Regions from separate parts of the Mus musculus genome. Here all the other regions are linked to region 5. A link is a contact called in public HiChIP or PLAC-seq and promoter capture Hi-C data. All regions are on one chromosome and are shown on one strand. The core of a region is the stretch at or near the end of the contact, and the rest is flanking DNA. Distances in the headings are between cores, read along the strand shown. Region 1 holds the start of Zfp74 (zinc finger protein 74). Region 2 holds the start of Supt5 (suppressor of Ty 5, DSIF elongation factor subunit). Region 3 holds the start of Plekhg2 (pleckstrin homology domain containing, family G (with RhoGef domain) member 2). Region 4 holds the start of Acp7 (acid phosphatase 7, tartrate resistant). Region 5 holds the start of Spint2 (serine protease inhibitor, Kunitz type 2).

What was found. HiChIP or PLAC-seq counts read pairs in DNA pulled down with a chosen protein or histone mark. Capture Hi-C pulls out chosen DNA fragments and counts their contacts.
Region 1: an H3K27ac HiChIP or PLAC-seq map of embryonic stem cells shows a contact between it and region 5, with 2.3 times the contacts expected there. The contact joins the promoter of Zfp74 here to the promoter of Spint2 in region 5. A contact is called at or near these places in 1 of 39 promoter capture datasets (liver), 2 of 484 Hi-C or Micro-C datasets (both in embryonic stem cells) and 2 of 115 datasets of contacts at active chromatin or transcription factors (embryonic stem cells and pancreatic cancer cells).
Region 2: a contact with region 5 is called in a FOXA1 HiChIP or PLAC-seq map of pancreatic cancer cells. The contact joins the promoter of Supt5 here to the promoter of Spint2 in region 5. A contact is called at or near these places in 2 of 39 promoter capture datasets (liver and pre-B cells) and 1 of 115 datasets of contacts at active chromatin or transcription factors (pancreatic cancer cells).
Region 3: a contact with region 5 is called in an H3K27ac HiChIP or PLAC-seq map of bone marrow-derived dendritic cells, with 3 times the contacts expected there. The contact joins the promoter of Plekhg2 here to the promoter of Spint2 in region 5. A contact is called at or near these places in 1 of 39 promoter capture datasets (embryonic stem cells) and 3 of 115 datasets of contacts at active chromatin or transcription factors (bone marrow-derived dendritic cells, embryonic limb bud and memory CD8 T cells).
Region 4: a promoter capture Hi-C map of pancreatic islet shows a contact between it and region 5. The contact joins the promoter of Acp7 here to the promoter of Spint2 in region 5.

What each region holds. Positions count from the first base shown.
Region 1 is chr7:29,952,735-29,955,434 of GRCm38.p6, reverse strand. It overlaps Zfp74 (zinc finger protein 74), which reads left to right and starts at 1,370. Exons shown (of 6, transcript NM_178384.4): 1 at 1,370-1,580. It overlaps C230062I16Rik (a long non-coding RNA gene), which reads right to left. Exons shown (of 4, transcript XR_003946630.1): 1 at 1,479-2,700.
Region 2 is chr7:28,337,344-28,340,043 of GRCm38.p6, reverse strand. It overlaps Supt5 (suppressor of Ty 5, DSIF elongation factor subunit), which reads left to right and starts at 1,325. Exons shown (of 30, transcript NM_013676.1): 1 at 1,325-1,349; 2 at 1,609-1,692. The coding sequence starts at 1,618.
Region 3 is chr7:28,371,354-28,374,053 of GRCm38.p6, reverse strand. It overlaps Plekhg2 (pleckstrin homology domain containing, family G (with RhoGef domain) member 2), which reads left to right and starts at 1,392. Exons shown (of 19, transcript NM_138752.2): 1 at 1,392-2,194. It overlaps n-TIaat16 (a tRNA gene), which reads right to left and starts at 1,055; the gene lies at 961-1,055.
Region 4 is chr7:28,629,603-28,632,302 of GRCm38.p6, reverse strand. It overlaps Acp7 (acid phosphatase 7, tartrate resistant), which reads left to right and starts at 1,390. Exons shown (of 13, transcript NM_175319.5): 1 at 1,390-1,459; 2 at 2,593-2,700.
Region 5 is chr7:29,280,711-29,283,410 of GRCm38.p6, reverse strand. Spint2 (serine protease inhibitor, Kunitz type 2) reads left to right here and starts at 1,434. Exons shown (of 7, transcript NM_011464.2): 1 at 1,434-1,899. The coding sequence starts at 1,794.

The sequences.
Region 1 (2,700 bases), core at 121-2,620, 670 kb before region 5:
GAGTCGGACAAACGTTGAAGGGTTAGAATCATGGATATGTGTTTGTGTATGGAATTCTCTGTGGTGTCTGATTAGGAACCAACACTGTATGGGAGAAGCTATCTGTGGTGCTGGGATAGACAGAAAATAAAAGTTAGGATGGGGGTGGGCCTGTCAAACAGAAGCTGGGCGATTTATCTGAGCTTGAGGCCAGTTTGGGCTACATGTCAAGCGATGGCAAATTCAAGAAGTTTATTTGACAGCAACAATATTATGAAAGGAAAAGAGAAACAAACTATTGCTTAGAGTTCTATATTCTGTGTGAAATAAAATAATGTTGCTTAAATACTATGATAAAGGAACTATGTACACTATACTATCTATCTAAAGCAGGGGCTGAGAGACAGATTAGGCATCAAGAGTACTTGTTGCTCTTGAAGAGGACCCATGTTTCATTCCCAGAACTCTCAGGGAGTGGTTCACAAGCACAGGCCACTCCAGTTTCGGGGAATCGGATGCCCCCTTCTGGTCTCTCTGTGTATTGCATGCATGAACTGCAGACAAAATACTCAAAACACGTCAAGTAGAAATAAATAAACCTTTAAAACAAACAAACAAACAACAACAACAACAAAAAACCCTTGTTCACTAAAGAGTATTATCAGGACAATAAAAGGACAAATTACTCCTACAGCAAGGGTGGAAAGTATTTGTAAAAACGTATATCTAATAACGTCCCCCTCCCCAGTGGTGATTGTTTTGTTTTGATGGAGAGAGAACGGCTAACTGGTACAAGGGTCTAGTTGACTAGTAAATGGCTCCGTTTCCTTAGGATCTAGTTAGTATGTAGACATTGCTCAGCAATGGTGTTTACAATCCTACGTTAACAGTCCAGTAACACTGTCGGTCAGAACAAGGAGTCTACGAAGTATAGACAAAAGCATGTTTCTGACAAAATTGGAAGATAGCAATGAAACGCTGCAAGAGAACACCCAGCCATGATTACAAAAGTGGTTGCAAATTCACACAGTTTTAAATGTCACTGAACTTCAAGGTCTCTTAACTCTATAAACTCCACACCCTGACCCCATAGTCTAGTTCTCACACACACGTATTCACGTAACTCCTCCTTCTGCCTGCTACCAAGAGTTTGTGACTCCGGAGGACCATCCCCATCATAAAGAGGTAGACAATCTCGGGAGAGAGCCCTGATCCAAGGGAACTAAACAAACTCAGCCGTGCTCTCTTCCTGGCTCAGACTCCCTAACCCTGAAAGTCTCATAGCCGAGGGCCAGTTTTTCATTTGGGTGAGCACAGGTCTCGGGCCGCGAAGGGCTCTGGGAAATGTAGTTCAAAGCAAGAACGCAAGGGATCCTTTCGGATTCTTCTCAGTTGCAAGTTGCACCCCCAGGCTGTGAATGCCAGGCCGCGGGGTAGCCGCTGCTACAAAACCCGCCCAGGCTCAAGCCGGTCCCCCTGCCGCAGCGCCGCGCCCTTACCCGAGCCTTGGCCACTCTCCTGACTCGCACGCCGAAGGCCAGACCCGCCCGGCGAGCCGCGCGGCCCTCTGGGAAGTGCTACCCTGCGCCTAGCGGACCCAGGTTTGTGGGTCTTCTTTCCCAGCCTAGCAGCACCAGGCCGTAGCCCGGAGGCTGTGAGCCTTGGGCGGCGTCGGGTTGGGGGATCGAGACCCGTGGCCCGGCTCAGCGTTGAGTCCCGGAAGCCGTGAGCTGGAGGCCAGGACTCTTTGTGCTGGGTGGAAGCCAGGGCCCTGTAGAGCGGTCGCGGGTGTGGGTAGAGGACGGGATGCCTGCGGTTTGCAGCAGCCGTGATGTGACTATAATTTGCTCGTTATCCTTTATGTGCCTTTACGAACGTGGGTGCACATGTGATGGCTGAGATAATGAATGAATGCATTAATGAAAAACTCTGTGGGTGGAAGTTAGGCGGGTAGGATTGTGTGGAGATGTGTGAAGACCGCGTTTGAACGAGTGCTACCTTTAGCCGTTTATAATAATTGAAAATATTTTTATATGAAGCATCAGTATCTCCAGGACTTGACTATTTTCCTGTATTGACAAACTGTCTTGTGTACATGACAGGCGAAATTCATTTGCCTTGCAGCCCAACTCCATTTCCCAAATAGCAAGATACAGAAAAGCCCAAAGACTAAAAATTATTTATTTCTCCTAGTCAGTCATGCAGCTCCTGACAAATTGACTTCTTTACACTCGTGAGCATGAACGCGTACATTTATGTGCTCATATAAAGAGCATGGCCTCTTAAAAGAGCAGTAACGGGCTGGAGAAATGGCTCAGTGGTTAAGAGCACCGGCTGCTCTTCCAGAGGTCCTGAGTTCAATTCCCAGCAACCACATGGTGGCTCATAACCATCTCTAATAGGATCTGATGCCCTCTTCTGGTGTGTCTGAAGATGGCTACAGTGTACTCACATAAAATAAACAAATCTAAAAAAAAGAAAAAAAAAGAGCAGTAACATCATATATACAGTTCTGTAACTTACGGCTCTTATTTAACCATTGATGTTGTTAACATATTGACATCAACAATTACACATTTCAAGTGTATACCATTTAAACACACACACACAACACACACACACACATATATATATCCTGATTAATTTCTGTTTTCAACCTCTTGAAGTTATAAACCAAGTTCATGCAGAACTGTTTGGCAATGCTGTAATGTACCCCATTTC
Region 2 (2,700 bases), core at 76-2,575, 940 kb after region 5:
GCCATCTAGATTGCTCAAGCATGCTGCTTTTATTAACTTTCTGTCTTGAATTTTTTTTTGTGTGTGGGGGGTTCGAGACAGGGTTTCTCTGTGCAGTTCTGGCTGTCCTGGAACTCACTCTGTAGACCAGGCTGGCCTCGAACTCAGAAATCCGCCTGCCTCTGCCTTCCCAGTGCTGGGATTAAAGGCGTGCGCCACCACCGCCCGGCTTGTCTTGAATTTTTATGTCTGTGGATATTCAATGTCAGCCGAGGCCTGAAGAGGGCGAGCATTAGCTCCCCTGAGACTGGAGTGAAAGCGGGTTGTGAGCTGCTGGAAATTGACCACAGCTCCACAGCAGCCAGCGTTCTTTGGCGGTTGAGCCAACTCTCCAGTTTAGGTTTTATTGTTTTGTTTTGGTTACAGTGTTTCACTGTGTAACCTTGGCTGTCCGGAATTAAATAAATGTGATGGTTTTGTGCATAACTCCTGGCTCGCCTGTCCACCTTCAGTTCTTCTTCTTCTTCTTCCTCTTCTTCTTTTTTTTTTTAAGATTTATTTATTTATTTATTATATGTAAGTACACAGTAGCTGTCCTCAGATACTCCAGAAGAGGGCATCAGATTTCGTCATGGATGGTTGTGAGTCACCATGTGGATGCTGGGATTTGAACTCAGGACCTTCGGAAGAGCAGTAGGCGCTTTTAACCACTGAGCCATCTCACCAGCTCCCGCCTTCAGTCTTAAATCCGTATTAAAGTGTCTTTCATTGTAAGCATGGTGGCACACGCCTTTAATTTCAGTACCAGGGAGGCAGAGGCAGACATGGGCTTATCTTTGTGAGTCTGAGATTTAGCCAGGCTACAAAGTAAGGCCTTATCACACAAACAAACAAACAAACAAACCAGATCATTAATAACACAATACTGTGCCGCGCTAAACTAACAAGTTTTGAGATTGTTTTGAGCATCGCCAGGAATTCGGATTTAACCTGAGTCTAGGTCCCTAAAAATCTAGGGGAACTCCTCAGAATGCCGAGGGTGGCGGTGTGAAGCCGAATCTCTGTCCCGTCACCTCTGACACCTCCGAGGGAAGTTTAGAGGACGGACGAGCCAACAGTTCACCCGATTCAGCTCTGGGTTAGGAGAAGCCGATTACTTTTCGACCTTCTCAAGATGGCGGCCGTACAGTCCGCGTAAACCACTTTGGCCACTCCGGAGATGGCGGCTCCAAGAGGCCGCCCTCAGAGCAGGCCCCTAAAGTCTCGCGTTAGGTGAGACTGACGCGCCAGTTCTCGCGAGAGAGCGCTCAGGCCAGCTAGGCGTTGTGTGATCCGCAGCTGGCGCGGAAGCTTCAGGTGGCAAGCGATCGGTGAGCGGGCGTGGGACGGCAGGCAGGGGCCGGAGCGGGGGTCGGGGCTGGCGGAGGTTCAGGACGTGTGCCGGCCGCAGCCAGGGCCGGGTGTGCTAGCTGCCATAGCCCGAACAACGCGGGTTCGCGACCGCCTGAACCAGGCTGCCGGAAGTGCGCCTGGGGATTTTCTCCCCCGGTTTACCTTGCGGGGAAACTGAGGCTTGGGGGTGGCGCTTTTGGTTCCGCGACGCCCTGAGGCCGCGGTCTTCCTCTGCAGCTGCGGAAGATGTCGGACAGCGAAGACAGCAACTTCTCCGAGGAGGAGGACAGCGAGCGCAGCAGCGAGGCGGAGGAGGCCGAGGTCGGTGCCTGGGATTCTTAGGGGAGACGTTGCGCCTGGGGACAGGGACAGGGGCAGGGCAGAGAGGGCCCTGGGGGAGCCGGGGACTCGGAACGGCTGGGGGGGAGGGTGGTTCCAGATTGTCGGGAGAGATGGACGAGTGTGCAAGTCAGCGTGGAGCGCAGGGGCAGCGTCCAGAAGGTGGGGGTGCGCCAGGTCCACGGTTGGCTTTCATCTGATTTGTTTCTTTCGGTTTACTTTTTATCACTTGCGATGCTAGGATTGAGTTCAGGGCCCTGCTAGGTGGACAGCCCCAGCTCTTAGGATTCTTTCGTGTTTGTGTTTTTAGGTATCCCCAGTTGTTCCAGAAGTGTGTATGTATTGCCTACTGTGTGCCAGCCTGTACAAGTCTTTGTCCTTGGGCTCCTGCTAACAGATTTTAAAATGTAAATCGACAACTGATGGGTGAATGTGAATTTGCTACTGTGAATAAATATAGCCAGTAAATATGAGAGACTCCCAGGTTCAGCATCCTAGTGTGAAAATCCAGATGATTTTGTAACTTTTCTAGTCTTCTGTCGATGCTACGAATGGAAAATTCCACATATGACAGGTCAAAGTCAACACTAGTGCACTAAAAATACTGTGTTAAATGACTGTGCACAGTATATATGAAAGATATATGAATTTCATGTATTGTCCCGTTCCAAGGTACCTTATTGTGTATGTGCAAATAATCCAAAAATCCTCCAAGATCTGAAATATGTATACTTTGGATTTTATTTGTTTTGTTTTGTTTTCTTTTCTTTTTTTCTTTTTTGGTTTTTCGAGACAGGGTTTCTCTGTGTAGCCCTGGCTGTCCTGGAACTCACTCTGTAGATCAGGCTGGCCTTGAACTCAGATCTGCTTGCCTCTGCCTCCTGAGAGCTGCCTTTGTTTTTCCTTTACCTCCCAAGTGATGAGATTCCTGAGATGACAGCACGGACAGCCTAAAATAGGAAATCTCATCACATCTTGTCTCAAGCTGTG
Region 3 (2,700 bases), core at 143-2,642, 910 kb after region 5:
ATCTCCCCTGGGGCCGGAGAGATGGATCAGCAGTTAAGAACACTGGCGGCTCTGACAGAGCACCTGGTTTGATTCCCTGCACCATAACCCTCTGAAACTGCAGTTCCAGGGGATCTGCCGCCCTCCTCCAGTCTCTTTGGACACCAAGCATGAACATGGTACACAGACACACTTGCAGGCCAAACACCCATACACATAAAATAAAAACAGTCCATCCATGACAGCTATGATAATCTGCATCCCACCCTACTTATCCATACTTATCAGTAGCTAATCTAACGATACAGTTACACTCCCAGATGGTGAGGGAGCCAGGAGTTTAGGCCAGTCTGGGTAACATAGGGAAAGTCAAATTTTAAAAAAAAGTACTTAATTCGTAGACTTTCAGTACTCAGTCTCCTTAGTAAAAAGTCAAGTCCTCAGAGACAGAGGATACAGTTCCTAGTGAGTGGTCAGTAAAAAAAAAAAAAAAAAAAAAAAAAATCTGTTCAGAAACCTGTAGAAGACAAATATCCATAAAGAGTGTGTTGTAAGCATCCATCCATCCCTGGGATCTGAGATTTGGATTTTATCTGACGCCCAGGCCATCTAATAAGAGACGTTATTGCCCTCTGGCGACCAGAATAGAAACTGCAACTTTGGGACTGTTCCACAGACCATTGCAAAAAATTCACAAAGAAATGTTCATTCTTCAAAAATTCTGTAGTTTCCGGGTACAGTGACGCACGTCTTTAATACCAGTACTAGGGAGGCAGAGGCAGAGGCAGAGGCAGTGGCAGGCGCTCTCTGTGAGTTCGAGGCCAGCCCGGTCTACATAATGACTTCCAGACCAGCCAGAGAGTTACATGGTGAGACCCTGTCTCAAACAAGCCAAAACATTTGATTGAAATTATAAAATGTGAAGACTTCTAAACTGATGAGAGAACACCAGAAAAGAGGTAGATGAGTTAAAAAAAGAAGTGCTCCAGGTGAGGATCGAACTCACAACCTCGGCATCGCTTACGCCTAGCACTGACATATAAGTACCGCGCGCTAACCGATTGCGCCACTGGAGCTCCGGCCGCACCCTCGCGCCACAAAGTCCTTCAGTCAGTTGTAGTCGCAGGACTTTGTTGAACGGCTCGGCCCAACATTGCATATGCAAATATAAAGCCCGCCGATCGACCAATAAGAACAAGAGTGTGAGACTATTCCAGATTCTCACGCCTCCTGGGCCCTTGCTGTAAAAGGTAAAAAGTCCTCCCGGCTCTAGGCTCTTGGAATGTGGGCGGTGACTCGCCGTTGGAACCGCTTGCTTGCAATTATTCAGAGTAGGGGGCGGGGATTTTAAAAGCCTTTACGGGAGGGCGTGCCGGAAGGCGGCCCCTCCCCCCAGCAGGCGGGAACAGGATGTGAGCCGCGGCGGCGGCAAAGGGGAGGAGAAGCCTTGGGCGGCCGCCCCCCGCCCCACATCTGGGACCCGACTCTCCCCGCCCCAGATGCGGCGTTGCCGCTGCCCCCAGAGCCCCAGGACACTCATCCCGGAGCCCGAGGCGTTCATAGTCTTGGGCCCAGGCGTCCGGGAACTCTGTCCCGCGTTTTAAGAGACCCGCAAGTCCCGGCTCCCGCAGAGGGGCCGGGACCTCTGATGTCCAGCGCCCCCTCCTGGAGGAGCCCGGGGCTCGGGAAGTCAGCCCCGAGGCTGGAGGCCCGTCCCGTACCCGGCTTCGAAGACCGTAGGATCTGTGGCCGTGCATCCTTCCCACGGGGTCCCAACTCTGAGTCCAAGACCCCCTCCTGGAGCCACTTGGGGACAGGACCTCGCGCCTCGACTTAGGGCTGCAGCATCCATCACCTCCAGGAGACCGAGGAGTTAGCCAGTCCTTGCGGTCCCTCCCGGAGGTGACTTCACTCCTGCCCCTCGGGTTCTGGAAACTCTGGAATCCCGGTGCTCCCGACAACACACAGCCCTACCTAGAAGACTGAGGAGTTTGGGTCCCCAGCGCCCTGGTCTGAGACTCGAGTAGAGGGTTGCAGCATCTTCTATTTAGAACACCGAGACTTCGGACTCCGGATCCCAACTCTCCCCGGATTCTGGAGTCCGAGAACCCCAAGTTCACGACCTTAAGTCTGGGTTGTGAGCCTCCCCAGGGATCGCGCGTTACGGTCCAGACGCGCGGGACTCCCGACCCCAAGGCCCGTGGCTCCCCGGGAGGTGAGGGGAGCGAGGGGCCCGGGGCTGGGGGAGGGGGCGGCGCCGAAGCGGAACAATGAGGGGGCGTGCCGGCGGGGGGTAGCGGAGGCGCCGGCTGGAGTTGGGGGCTGCAACTGCACAGGGGAGAATCCAACGGTGGGGACCGCGGTTGGGGCGCCGAGGGACCGACTGGAGCTGGGTGGAGGACTCGGGGCCAGCGCCCCAGTACGCCGTCTTGGGCGGGGTAAGGAACAGTCTGTAGGACCCTGGCATCCGGTCCCCCAGCCTCCGCCCTCCCCTGGGACCCCGCGGCCTCTCCCGCCCACGGTTTTTCCCAGCCCTGCCCCTCGCCCTCAGCTTCAGCCTGAGCCTGAGAGTTCCCAGGATCCCTGAGCCTTGGGAGGGGGGCCCCCAGACAGATGGGACTTGCAGACTCAGGCACTTTTGCTGTCTTCGTTCTTTGTCTCAACCTTTTTCCATCTTTGGCTTGTATTCTCAGCCCCTTCTTCCTGTCACTTTGTATCTTC
Region 4 (2,700 bases), core at 141-2,640, 650 kb after region 5:
GCAGTGGTGGCTCATGCCTTTAATCCCAGCACTTGGGAGGCAGAGACAGGCGAATTTCTGAGTTCGAGGCCAGCCTGGTCTATAGAGTGAGTTCCAGGACAGCCAGGGCTATATAGAGAAACCCTGTCTTGAAAAACAAAACAAAACAAAACAAAACAAAACAAAACAAAACAAAACAAAACAAAACAAAACAAAACAAGATCAGGAGTTCCAGGCTAGCCTCAGCTATGGAGTAAGTGAGTTCCAGTCTAGTCCGGATTACATAAAATCCTGTTTTCAAATAAACAAATGAGAAAGCACATGTGTTTCCGTATGACACACTTGCTTTAAAAATATTTGGCTGTCCATAACTTGGTGGCATAAAAACAGGAGCAGCCAGGAGTCACGTTAGGTTTGCAGTAGGCATCCTTTGCATAAAACCCGGCTAAGATGCTTCCATTCTGGAAGGCCACCAAGAAAAATAACAAGAAGAGGTTTTGATTGTGGCTGCTAGAGTAGCGGTGAGCCAGAGCTGAAATTGATAAAGAGAGTTGTTTGTGGCGTTCTGCTTTAAGATAGGGTCTTGTTAGGGAGCCTAGCTGGCCTCAGGTTCCTGGCCTCCTGGTCCAGCCTCCTACAGATTGGGATTAAGGGGTGTACCACTACGACCAAGTGATTATTTTATCTTTGAGACAGGCTCACACTCGTTACTGTGTAGCCCTGGAACTCATCGCAGAACAGGCTAGCTGGCTTTGAACTCATAAGGACCCTCTGCCTCCGGTGTGCAGGAGATAAAGGGCGTGCAACACTAGCCCCAGATCCGAGTGATTTATCAATTATTATTATTATTATTATTATTATTATTATTATTATTATTATTACATTTTAAGCTGTAATGAAAAGGGGTAGGGAGTTCAAAAATCCTAAAGACCGGGGACTCCCGCCCCGAAGTCAGACTCCACAAGCTCCACCTCCAAAGACCTAGAACTGCTTACAAAGCTAAACTGCAGAGTCATCGCACAGAAAATGCGTGTAAGACAGAAAACCTCTCTTCCCCCAAGAACGTGTCTGCTGTGGATCTGGGAAACCCTAAGCGCACTTTGCTGAAGGCCTCTTCAGCATCTAGACAGCTCAAATTCCACTTGTTCCCACCTTGACAGGGGTGTGGGGGGGGTGGGGGCGGCTCTGGACTTGAACTCGGTTCTTAGGGTAGCACACCGGGGTATGTGCCAGCCATCTCCTCCTTTTTTACAGGTGAGAAAACAGGCTGTAGCGAGATTGAGCAACTGCGCCTAGGGCACCGGGCTCACAAACACCATTGTCACCAGGGCCTTTGGAGTTTGTGTTTTCCAGGATACCCTGCGGGGGTCTGAGGGAGAGTCCCGGCTCTGGGAAGCAGGAAGGAGCTGAGAGGAAGATGCTGAGGGCTCAACGGAGATGGATGGGAATCCCAGGATCGCGGCCTCCCTTGGGACTGAGGGTGGGTTTCTGTCACCAGGGGGTCTCCGCAGCTGGGGCGGTGGGACGCCTGGGGACAGGGCAGCCTTACCTGTCCCGGCGCTAACCTGCTGTCTGGCTCGGAGGTGGCGGCGTCCCATGCTTTTCTGGGTCCCCTCTTTCTGCGCCCCACCCTGAGGGGGGCGTGAGGGTGGGCGTGGGGCGCCAGGGACCGGCCGGACCTGTGGGACACGGGGCTCGGGCTGTCTGGGGAGCCCGTCACCTGAAGCAGCCGGCTCTTCCGGGGCTGGGACACCTGTGGGCGGCGGGAGCCTGTGTCCCTGCAAGCTCATAAATACTGCAGCGCATCGGTGGCCGAGAGGACCGTGAGGGCGGCTGGCGCGCCCCTGAGGGTGAGCCGGCGTCCCCTTCCCGATTGCGCCCCCCACCCCACGTCCCAGCTCTCGACCTTCGGTGGACGGTTCTTTCAGACCCGAGGCACCTGTCCAGGTCCCGAGGGCAGGTGGACCGAACTTCAGAACCTCAGCTGGCCTGGGAGCTGAGGAGAAACCGGGGTTCAGGCAATGCAGGTTCAGGGCTGGAGAGGCAGCTGGGATGAGGATGGAGCCCGGGGAGGAGAGAGATCTGAAGGCAAGATGGGATGTTGGGGAGGGGAATGAGAAGAAGCCGCTCCAGGCAGGTGGAGCTAATGAGAAATCTGGGAGTAGAGTTGGAGTTATCGGGTCCGGAGGAATAAGTGGAAATCTGAGGATGAATTAGAGAGGCTGAGGGTACAGTGGGATGCTAAGAATCTGGAGAATAGGTCGCTAAGAGAAGACAGAGATGTTGGGGATGGCGTTGTCAAAGGCATCCCCGCCCCCCAGCCTCCTAGCCCCCTCCCAGGATCAGGAGCCTGGGCCGGAAGGGTTCAAACTCAGCTGCATCTCATCCTAGCCTTGCCACTGAGTCACTCGGTTGCTCAGTTTCCTATATGTGACTGGGTTGGTGATGTCTGTCGCCACCACCTCATAGGAATGCTGTGAGGCCTCCTGCCATTAATCTATGCAAAGTGCTGAGCAGCGAGGCTCAGAAACCTCATTAATTATTCTCTCACCAGCATCTCCTTCACCACTCCCCTCAGAGACGTTTCAGTCATTCAGTCTTCCTCCCCCACAGACATCCTGACAGACGGACACACGGCTCTGCCTGGCATCGGTCCATTCTCCATCCTCTGTGGGACCCACCAGCGGAATTTGATCACATCCCTGCATTCCACTCGGCTTC
Region 5 (2,700 bases), core at 185-2,684:
TTGAACTCAGGACCTCTGGAAGAGCAGTCAGTTCCTTTTTTTTTTTTTTTTTTTGATTTATTTATTATTGTATGAAGTATACTGTAGTTGTCTTTAGACACCAGAAGAGGGTGACAGATCTTATTATAGATGGTTGTGAGCCACCATGTGGTTGCTGGGATTTGAACTCAGGACCTTCAGAAGAGCAGTCAGTGCTCTTAACCGCTGAGCCATCTCTCCAGCCCTATTTTATTTTTCTTAAACACATTTATTTGTGTGTGTGTGTGTGTGTGTGTGTGTGTCTGTGTGTGTGTGTGTGTCTGTGTGTGTGTGTCTGTGTTCGTGTGGTCTGGCAGGTGCCATGGCTACAGTGTGGAGGTCAGAGAACTTCAGGAAGCCAGTTCTCTTCTTCCACCGTGTTTGCACCAGGAATCTCCTGGCCGCCTGGGCCCCGGAGAGAAGCAGCGAAGCTAACAAGGCGTGGAGCACCCGGGCACGCCAGGCCTCCAGCCGTTGGGGGGTGGTGGTGGGGGGTGACCTTGCGAGCAGGTGCGAATCTGGTCATCAGGTTTGGTGGCAGTTGTATTTACTTAGCCACTTTGCCAGCCCAAGAGCAGTATTTTCAATGATAACGAGATCATTAATTCTTCTGCTAACGGCCTTCTACTTCCTCTGTCAGCCCTCCTCCATTCATCCAGTTTAAATGGAGCTTCTTTCCAGAAGCCCACCCTGGTTCTGTGGTAGTGGTTTGTAAGTCTCCTTTGGGTGTTGTACCTAGTCCAGTCCCCGTGTCCCTCCCCCTTTCAGGTCTGTTCATCCTTTGCAAGCTTCTGATCGTCACCCTAACACCTCTATATATTTGTATTTGTCTTCCTGTACGGGGTCCAGAGAAACCTGCAGTTTTAAGGACTTGTCACCTCTTTCCAGACAGTGCCCTGCCTAACTGGCAGTCGCACTGAATAGGAAACTGGGCTCTGATCATGCCCTGATTTTCACTGTCCCAACCCCTGCTCACTCAACTGTAGGATTTCACCATCACATTCCTGATCACTCTTCCCTCTGCTTCCGCATCACTACTACGGGCTGATCCTGTTTGACGACACACAGGCCAAGCTGGCCTGGCCACTGCTCAATCCGGGACATTTGTTTATGGCACAGAGAACGAGGAATTTAGGCAGGATATATCTCTCACACCTAAAGGAACGCTAAAGCAGAGCGGGCAGACAGCCACAGGTTTCCGAAAAGTTTCTCTCGCCATAGTCACAGCGCAAGCACGAAGGCGCAAGGACGTCGTGGCCAACAGACCCACGCCTCCCGCAAGGTCCGGCTGGGGCGGGGTCAATGCCAACCACGCCTCCTCCCAGGAGCCGGGGGCGGTGCCAGGTGCAGGCCGCAGAGCCAGGTGCGGGGCCCTCCGCGCTTGCGCCGCATCTGCCCCGCCCCGCCAGGTGCGCCCCACCCCCAGCCTGGGTGCCACCTTCTCTTGTGTCCCTGCGTCCGCCATTCGCCGTAGTACTCCTCGGACGGGTGGAGGCTTTCACAGTCTGGGGAAGAGTCGCAGAGTGTTGCCGCGCGAGTCCAGGGACCGTGTTGGGAGGCAACTAAGGCGTCGCACGCGCCAAAAGCCAGAAAAAAGGGCTTCCGGGGACCCGGGCGCCTCGAAGTCCTACTCCGGGGCGAAGCCGCACCTGAGCCCGCGGACCTGCAGTGCGCGTGCGCGGCCGTGGGCTTTCCCGCACCTGCTCGCGAGACCCCACCCCCACACCCCAACGGCCGGCGGCTCGAGGCCTGGCGCGCGGCGCTGGCAGCAGGTCATGGCGCAGCTTTGTGAGCTGCGGCGGGGCCGGGCGCTCCTCGCCTTGGTAGCTTCGCTGCTCCTCTCCGGGGCCCAGGTGGCCAGCCGAGAACTAGACGTCCACGGTGAGGGCCAGGCGGGGGATCCGGGAGCAGGGGATAGAGGAGGCCGCAGCGAAAGTGGGGGTACTCGGTGCGCAGAGTGATCGCAGGCTCCTTGGGGTTGGGGAGGATGGGCGGTGGAGCCAGACCTGCAGGTGGCGGGCTAGGAAGGGTAGGAGCCTCGCGAGCGCGGGGGCGTAAGGGTTAGCAAAGTGTCCCTTCCAGAAGGAAGGAGGAAGGGAGGGAGATGAGGTGTATTGACCCAGGAAGGCGTGGCACTGGAAGTGGGTGAGGAGCTCAACGAAGCGGAAATTGCTTGGCCAAAGAAAGCCCGGGGTGGGGACGGGGACTTGGGGTGGGGGTGGGGGGCGCATTCAAGCCTCAGAGGTGGAAATTTGTTCGGGAGACCTGTTGGCCGCTTTGGGTACAGGGAAAACGCACTTCGGACACCTGTTGATATCACATATGGCAACAGCCCCATGATCTCCCGAGGAAGAAGAGAAGCAGCGGTTGGTAGAAGGGAGGAGCTTTGCCAAGGTGCCTGCCAATGCAGGAACGTCTGTTCTCCGAGTGTAGTATTGGCACCCAGCAGCTGGGGTTTGCGTCTTTAGGAGTCGTTACAACTTTTAACTGCTTCAGACAACCACTAGCCAGCTTTGAAAAGATCTCTTTTGAAAGAATTCATTGATTGAGCAAACTTAATTGAGTCCCCGCTGAGGGTCTGTAAGAATGGTGGTCGTGGCTGACTCAAGACTAGACAGGTTCCTGAATTCGCAGAGCTTGGATTCCAGTGGGAGCGAACACTTAACGTGCAGAGTACTCGCC